Linked DNA regions of Mus musculus: region 1 is linked to region 2. A link is a contact called in public Hi-C data. All regions are on one chromosome and are shown on one strand. Each heading gives the region's core, a stretch centred on a gene start, on an enhancer-like site or on the middle of the called end of the contact. The rest is flanking DNA. Distances are from core to core; before and after follow the strand shown.

Region 1 (3,693 bases), core at 864-3,363, 150 kb after region 2:
TGAATGAGTTCATCCTAGCTAGTCAGCTTTAACTGCCAAATTGACAGAACCTAGAATTTATCTAGGAAGAGAATTTCAATCAAGGAATTGCCTCTCATAATGGCCCGTGGGCACGTCTGGAGGCAGGGATTGTTCACTGGGTAGAATGGCCCAGTCTTCTGTGGGTAGCACCATCCCGCAAGCAGATGGTCCTAAACCGTATGAGAAAGCTAGATGAGCATACACCTGAGTGCCAGCCAGCAGCTGCTCCACAGTTCCTGTTGTGTCACTTTGTGACGGGAGTTTTCTCGGGGAGAGGCAAATGGTGTGTGGAATAGCAAGCAGGCTTGTCTGGCTTTAGGTTCCTTCTTGAGTTTCTGCCTTGGCTTCCCTCTACGAAGGACAGTACTGTGGACGTGTAACCCAAATAAACCCTTTCTTTCCCAAAGTTGCTTGCTGTCCCGTTGCCCCAAATCCCAGCTGCTTTCTTGCCCCCAGAATCCTGTTTACCCTCTAACACCCAGTTCCAGGCCAAAGCCTCCAGAGAACCTTCCATCACCAGAACTTCCAGTTTGATGTTTTTTTCTTGGTTCCATGCACACTGGGCACATCTCTGCTGTGTCCTGTAGCAGTCATGCCAGAAACTATTGGTCTGTATCCCTTATGATCCAGAGGTGAGCTCCTACCTCCTTTCCCCCTGCTGTGCAGTGGCAGTCTCAGTACAGAGAAGGTGTGTGCCAACAAGCAATGGGCTTGCAGTTTGGCTCTGCTGGGGCAAACTGTAGACAAGACCAGAGACCTTGTGGAGAACGGGGTGCCCCAGCTTCACTGCTCCAGCTAGTGGGATGGAAGTCTACACAGGCCTCCACAGCCGCAGTTCCCAGACATCTTTTGCTTGCTTATTTTCCAGCTCCCCTCAGTGGAACTCACTGTTGGCTTACTTGGCACCCTGGGCCATTTGGCCTTCAGTTAGGCCCAGTCTCCCAGGTGCTGGCCAGAGTCCAAGGTAATCCTTGAGATCACTCTGAGTGTTGTTGGTAAACGACCCAGGAGATTAGGTTACTGCTGGATAATGTTCACTGCCTTTGTTCAGATCCACGTGATGTTGCAGGAGGAGGGACATGGGGTATGAATTATTGAGGAAATCTCGGGTTCTCACCGATTCCCTGGTGATGCTGATATGCCCCGAAACCCGAGAGGAGTGACCCTTGGGTGCTACAGCTAGGATTGAGTACGAGTCAGAGCCAGCCACGGATTGAGACCCAGAGTCTAGAAGTTCATCACAGCCCCATGTGGGAAGCCCTGAGCAGATAGGAGTTCCTAAAAGATCTGCAGAGAGGAAGGAATGGCCCACGGACAGAAACCCAGCTGAAAATCACTCTAGCTTCGGGTGCTGTGAAGACTAAGAGAAAACAAGCCTGACTCCTCCTGGAAGAGCTCAGGGGAGGCATGGTCACCCCTAAAAAGATACTCAGTTCATTGTGGGAGGCCTGATAACAAACAAGGTCCAGGCAAAACTTAAACACCAAGCAGGAGGCCAGAACTAGCCAAGCTGCTGTAGGGGCCCAGCCCAGGATTAGTACCCAGGCAGCCCCACTCCCCTGAGGCCTCTATATAGTCCAATGCAGAGCCTTTGCAAAGCATTCTGGGAACCAACTTGTTTCCTACTCCCTTGGAGCATCGTGAGATGCAATGGCTGCCAGGGTGTTGTTTGTAGCCTGTTGTCTGGGCTGCTATCTGGAAGACGGGGGAAGGAAGGAGAGAGGAGAGGCTGCACAGCATCCATTTCCTGTTTTCCTTTCCTTGTTAGGAGGCAGCTCACATGTTTGCTTAGGCTTCTGGCCACCTGCACTTTGACTCATAGTATCACAGACAGCTACGTTGCAAGAGTGTGTGTGTGTGTGTGTGTGTGTGTGTGTGTGTGTGTGTGTGTGTTTGAACCCACCAGGTCTGAGGTGCAACTCTACAAGCCTGGTATTTGCACACTTGTACATCTGTGCATGGGTGTGGTCAGCTGTGATAACTCCTGTTTTTCCCAGGTGGTCCTTGTGCATATAACCTCGTGCTGTGTTCATGCTCTGAACCTTCTTTAGCGAACACACTGAAAGTTTCCTCTCCAGGTTCAAAGTTCAGAGCTTGATGACATCAGTTTAATATGCTGGTCAGTGAGCTACGGGGCTCCATCTCCACCTCCCAAACCTGCACCATGTCCGGCTTCCATCCCTTTCAACTTTTGCATGATGTGCGAAGTCTTTCCCAGAATACTGGTGGTGCCTCCTCTTCTGCTCATTCATTCTACAGACCAGCTGTGCATCTCTCAAGCCACTGTGGGTTGAGAAGCAGAGACGAGTAAGATCTGGTTTCTGTCCTCATGAAGTATGCACTCATCATGAAGAAAGACCTCAGCTCTGCTCGGCTGCTCAGAGGCAGACTCTGATAAGCCACAGGGAAGGAGGCGTATCCCCCAGAGGGACGCAGGGAAGGGGGGAGGGAAGGGGGGCACATCCCTCACAGGGACACAGGGAAGGGAGTGGGCATATACCCTACCTTCCTCCAGAAACCTGGAGGCCCTTCTTTGAGGTCGCTCTTCTGGCACCAAAACTAGGAGAGGTTTAGTCTTTACTAAGAAACGAGGCCTGTTCCTTAGGCCACCAAGTTTGTAGAAGTTTGTCACAGTAGGTACAGGAGATGAATGTGACAATGTATAACCGAGCATTTACAAAGGTTCAAGTGCAATTCAGCACAGAAGGCAGTGGGCAAATGGGGAGAGGCAGCTGGACACTCATGCGGGTGAGTTCACAACCTTCCACAGCTTTTGACATACACAAAACAAACTCGAAATGGGTCAAAACCTAAATATAAGCAGAATAGTGGCACATGCCTGTAACCCTGACACTCGGGAGGCAGACACAGGAGAATCATGAGTTCAAGGCCAGTCTGAGCTATGTAGCTAACCAATGTTTCACACAAGTAAACAACCAAACTCAAAGGAAAAATGCTGATTGCAAAGCCAAAGTCTTGGCGGAACGTGGCAGCGCGTTCTGTAACCCAGGCACTGAGAAGGTTAAGGCAGGAGGATTGCAGAGAGTCCAAGGCCTGCATGGGCTACAACGTGAATAGCATGCCAGCCACGGCTCAAAAAATAATCACAAAGCCAACCAAAAATACTAAGTATAAAAACAAAACCATGAAACCCTTGTAGAACCACACAAGAAAACCTGGTGCTCTCCTGAGAGGCAGGGTTTCTTAGCCATGATACCAAGCATGAGCCATGCAATTTAAAACTTTATCAACCTGACAACTTAACCTAAAAGTCTCTGTTATCATTTTAATTTTTAATGTCATTTTTAATGATGGATCTTAAATGTTTTAACCTCCCTAGTAGCCCATCATCTACCAGAGGTAGTGGAGAAGAAAGGAAATGGGGGCGGGGGACATGGACCTGTTCAGAAATTGTTCTTTGTAGTAAATCTCATCTGTGTCCTCAGGAAACTAGTCGTTTAGTTCACAGGTGGGCAACGACAGCTCGATCCACTTGCTTTACGGGTATACCAGTAGTCCAATCTGGTAATGTTGGGGTAGCATCGGCAGTGACAGACCTAGCAGGAAGTGCCAGGCCTTAGTCGACACAAGTGGACAGGAAGGACCAGAGCCAATAGGAACATCAAGGAAAGTTCTCAGCTGTGCCTCTCTCAGCGAATCAAAATGAAGATC
Region 2 (3,753 bases), core at 887-3,386:
TGTTGGAGATTCTTCAATCAAAGAAATTATAAGCTATAATCTAAACTATAAATCAAAGCATTCTTCCATGATAGGCCGCAGCTTGCAGGTTACCTGGAGATCCGGGTCTCAGAGATCTGGAAGAGCAAGACCCCATCCTGAGGATGTCACTGACCCAGATGACATACCAAGATACTTCCAAAGCCCCAAGTGTATCACACAGGCTTGTGTGGGGGTAAAAACCAAACACGTGGTCATTTGCTCGAAGAGCCTTTGCCTTCACCTGGTTGGAGGCAATGACCTGAGCTAAATGAGTTCTTCATATTCCTTGATGATTCTATAGTGGCTCTTGCCCTTCCTGTCAAGACCTAATGAGTTACAAATATCCTCAGGCGAACTCTAGTTATCCAATGATATCCTGGGTGTTCACAGCCTCACAGTTTGACAGCAAAGATATATATCCTCACCATATGGATGTGTCCTAGTTAACGTTGCCAACTTCTGACAGGAGAGTGTTGGTTGAGGAACTGCTAAAATCAGATTGGTCTGTGGGCACATGTGTGTGTGTGGGATTATATCAATTATTAATTTACACAGAGGGCCTAGCCCATTATGGGCAGCACCATCCATAGGCAGGTGGTCTTAAGCTGAATTAGAAAGCCAGTTGAGCATGAGCTTGTGAGCAAGCCAGAGAGCAATCCAGTAAATAACATTCCTTCATAACTCCTGACCTGACGTCCCTCAGTGACAGACGACTGCCTGGAAATTTAAGTAGACAAACTCTTAAAGTTCCCTCTTTAAGTTCCTTTTATTTGGGGTGTTTTATCACAACAACAGAAAGAAAACTAAAACAGGGCATAATAACCTTCCTAGATCTAGTCATTACCATAGATGGTTACCCATGGATGTGGCGAGGCCCCAAAGAATAAACGGTAGATTCTTGACAGCAAAGAATAGCTTAAGAAGAAAGTGGGAGTGTGAGTTTTAGATTTTAAGTGATGAGAAATGGAATCTGTCAGTAAGACATAGAGGAAGAGGTTGCCCTGAACCTCTGTGTTACTGTGCACAGCTTGGCTGGGGGAAGAGAGCTACAGGCCAGTCTTATGAGTTGAGCTTTCCTAAAAATAAATCATATTGTACCTTTATTGATGATGATAATAATTGTAATCACCTCTGCACACCAAGAAGTTCCTGACATATGCATTTACCTATCAGTGTAATACCAATGCAGCAGTGATCTCTCTCCAGGGATCAGGGTCCAACGATAGGAGCAGTTGCTCCTGCCATCTTCTGTGCTTTCTCCACTGCACCTTGCCCACAGTAGAGTTCCCAGCAGCCATCTGCTCAGCATGAGCCCTGTTCTCTTGCCCTCAACTGGGTCAGAGATCACATGTAAAATTGTGTTCAAAGGGAGACCCAGGCTTTCGGTGAGACAGAAGCTGTAATGTGGAAACAGTGGGTGGGTGTAGCCTGCTGTTCTGTGACAGAGGTGGGGAAACAGGAGGAAAGGAAGCAGATGCCCAGAGAGGAGCTGAGATTGGGACAGGCATCTCTTGGCTGGGACTGGGGAGCTGCCCACTTCTCTGGTTTTTACTGTTTCTGGAATCTGAAACTTTCCTATCCTCTGGCGGTAAGGAACAGTGTGAATCTGTACCTTCATGGATCTTTGACTTTCTGAAGCCTGGGCAATGGTATGAGAACTATTTTTTTTTCCACTAACAGGCTTTGACCTTTGTTGAGTAAGAAGACAGAGTCTAATATGTTTGCCTGGAAAGACCAACCTCAGGGCCCTTCAGCTCCTTCCTGTCTGTCCTATGGCAGCTTTGGGGACATTTCCCCAAAGGAGGTGTGGCAGAAGTGCCCTTTGTCTTGTCAGTGTGGCTTCAGGCCCAGCGCTCTCCTGAGCATAAGCTGGCTTTTACTTGTGGTGTTCAACAGACCATTTTCTCTTGAAGGAGGTGGGTGCCCCAAGCTGTTTTCACAGGTAGTGACATACAACAGAAGCAGTTCCTTGGACAGCTGGGGCTTAGTCTCTGGCAGTGACCCCAGTACTGCCTTTCTCTGCCTTCAGTCCCCATTTCTGCTGGGCACAGGCCTAGCAGTCAGAGAGGTCACCTCTCTGTCCCTTTCTACGCCTCTTCTTGACCTTTGCCCACAGACTCTGCACCTGGCCAGCATCACCAGGAACCTTGTACTGACCTCTGGGAGGTTTCTCATGCTGCAATCTACTATCATTTGCTCAAGCACCTGACTTCCTGTCTATCTGGGAGCCTGGAGGCCTGTGTCCTGGTTGGTTTTGTGTCTCTGGCCTCTAGTATGTGTGAGAGCTTAGCAGTGTCTATAAACATCTGTGGAGTAAATGACTAAGTGAACAAACAAATGATTAAACCAGCTCAAGTCCGTTCCCTTCACTGCCCTTCCATCCTGACATTGTGAATCTGCTGGTTTTCTCTAGTCATGTTTGTGGGGAAGGAGTATATACGTGTGTGTGCATGCATGGACACAGGTGCACTCAGTTGTGGACATGCATGTGGAAACCAGAGGTTGCTGTCTTTCTCTACTGCTTCTTAGCTTGTGAAACAGAGTCTCTTACTACACCTGGAGCCCACTTGGTCAGACTGTCCGTCCAGTCAGCCAGCCTATGGGGTTCACCTGCCTGTTCCTCGCTCACACCAGGTTACAGATGTGAGCTGCCAAGCTCAGCGTTTACACCAGTGCCAGAGATCTGAACTCAGGTCCTCAAATCTGTGCAGCAAGCACTCTGCCCACTGAGCCATCTCTCCAGCCCCTGGTGTTTCTTTCTGCTTTGTTAAAAATTTAAATTGTATTTATTATGTGTTTTGTGATGTGAGTGTTGGGTATACAGCACACGGCTTGCTGCTGAAAGTCGGAAGACAACTTTCCTGTTTCTCTCACTCTGTCTTTATGTGTGTCCAAGGATCCGACTCATCTGGCTTTCATGGCAAGTGTGCTTGTCTGTTGATCCATCTCCCTGACCACTGATGTTTCTGTGATAGTAGTTCTATCTTTTTTCTTCCCTATATGAAAGACTATGAAACAAAGGCCTTTCTTTTCAAACCTACTAGCACTATTTTTAGAAATGTGTGTGTGTGTGTGTGTGTGTGTGTGTGTGTGTGTGTGTGTGTTTGAGAGAGAAAGAGAGACAGACAGCAATAGACAGGACAGACAGAAAAACAGACAGAGAGCGAGAGAGAGACAGAGACAGAGAGAGAAATTTGTTTTAGTTGTTTTGGTTTTACAAAGATGTCAACAGCAACCCTCTTTGCACTCCTTCTCTGTTGGGGAGTTTCGTAAACCATAATTACTTTCCTGCCCTGTCCTTGCCCCTTCCCTCCTGTGGCCTATGGTCACCACTTCAACTCAAATGACCTTTGGCATGAACAATCAAGAAAAGGTTTTGCTCAAACATCAGAGAGAGGGGCAGTCAATTAGTTGTCCTGGCTGCACACTGGGAAGTCCTCCAGGACACATTCCTGCCCTTTGTCACTTGCTGAGAGGAGCAAACAAAGCTGCTGGTAGCTCACCAGTGTCCTGGCCAGTCAGGCAACAGATGTGCCTGGTCTGCAGTGACCTCCCTGGGGGACACACACCCCTGCCTGCCGTTGCTATGTCTCTGAGGCCACAGGCTGCTTTTCCTTCCCACTACAAGGCAGGGAGAGGGGCAGAGTGGCTGGCTCCATCCTAAGGCTGTGGAGGATAGAGGGTGAGGAGAAGAGAGGGCGCCAAATAGGAGAAACTCTCTGCAGGGCTGGA

The links. Hi-C and Micro-C count contacts between places; a contact is called where the count stands out from the background.
Region 1: a Hi-C map of liver shows a contact between it and region 2, with 1.8 times the contacts expected there. The contact joins two enhancer-like sites. A contact is called at or near these places in 12 of 484 Hi-C or Micro-C datasets (8-cell embryo, CD4 T cells, the G1E-ER4 cell line and 7 more) and 1 of 115 datasets of contacts at active chromatin or transcription factors (pancreatic cancer cells).

Annotation. Positions count from the first base shown.
Region 1 is chr1:191,792,213-191,795,905 of GRCm38.p6, forward strand. No RefSeq gene overlaps it. Among named protein-coding and RNA genes, the nearest start is that of Gm26203, 21 kb to the left of the region's middle. Within about 2 kb of position 2,114, at least 37 of the 459 cell types and tissues checked have an H3K27ac peak or open chromatin away from gene starts, as enhancers often do. A contact at or near this core is called in liver, where this site is marked.
Region 2 is chr1:191,638,150-191,641,902 of GRCm38.p6, forward strand. No RefSeq gene overlaps it. Among named protein-coding and RNA genes, the nearest start is that of Gm39741, 9.2 kb to the right of the region's middle. Within about 2 kb of position 2,137, at least 55 of the 459 cell types and tissues checked have an H3K27ac peak or open chromatin away from gene starts, as enhancers often do. A contact at or near this core is called in liver, where this site is marked.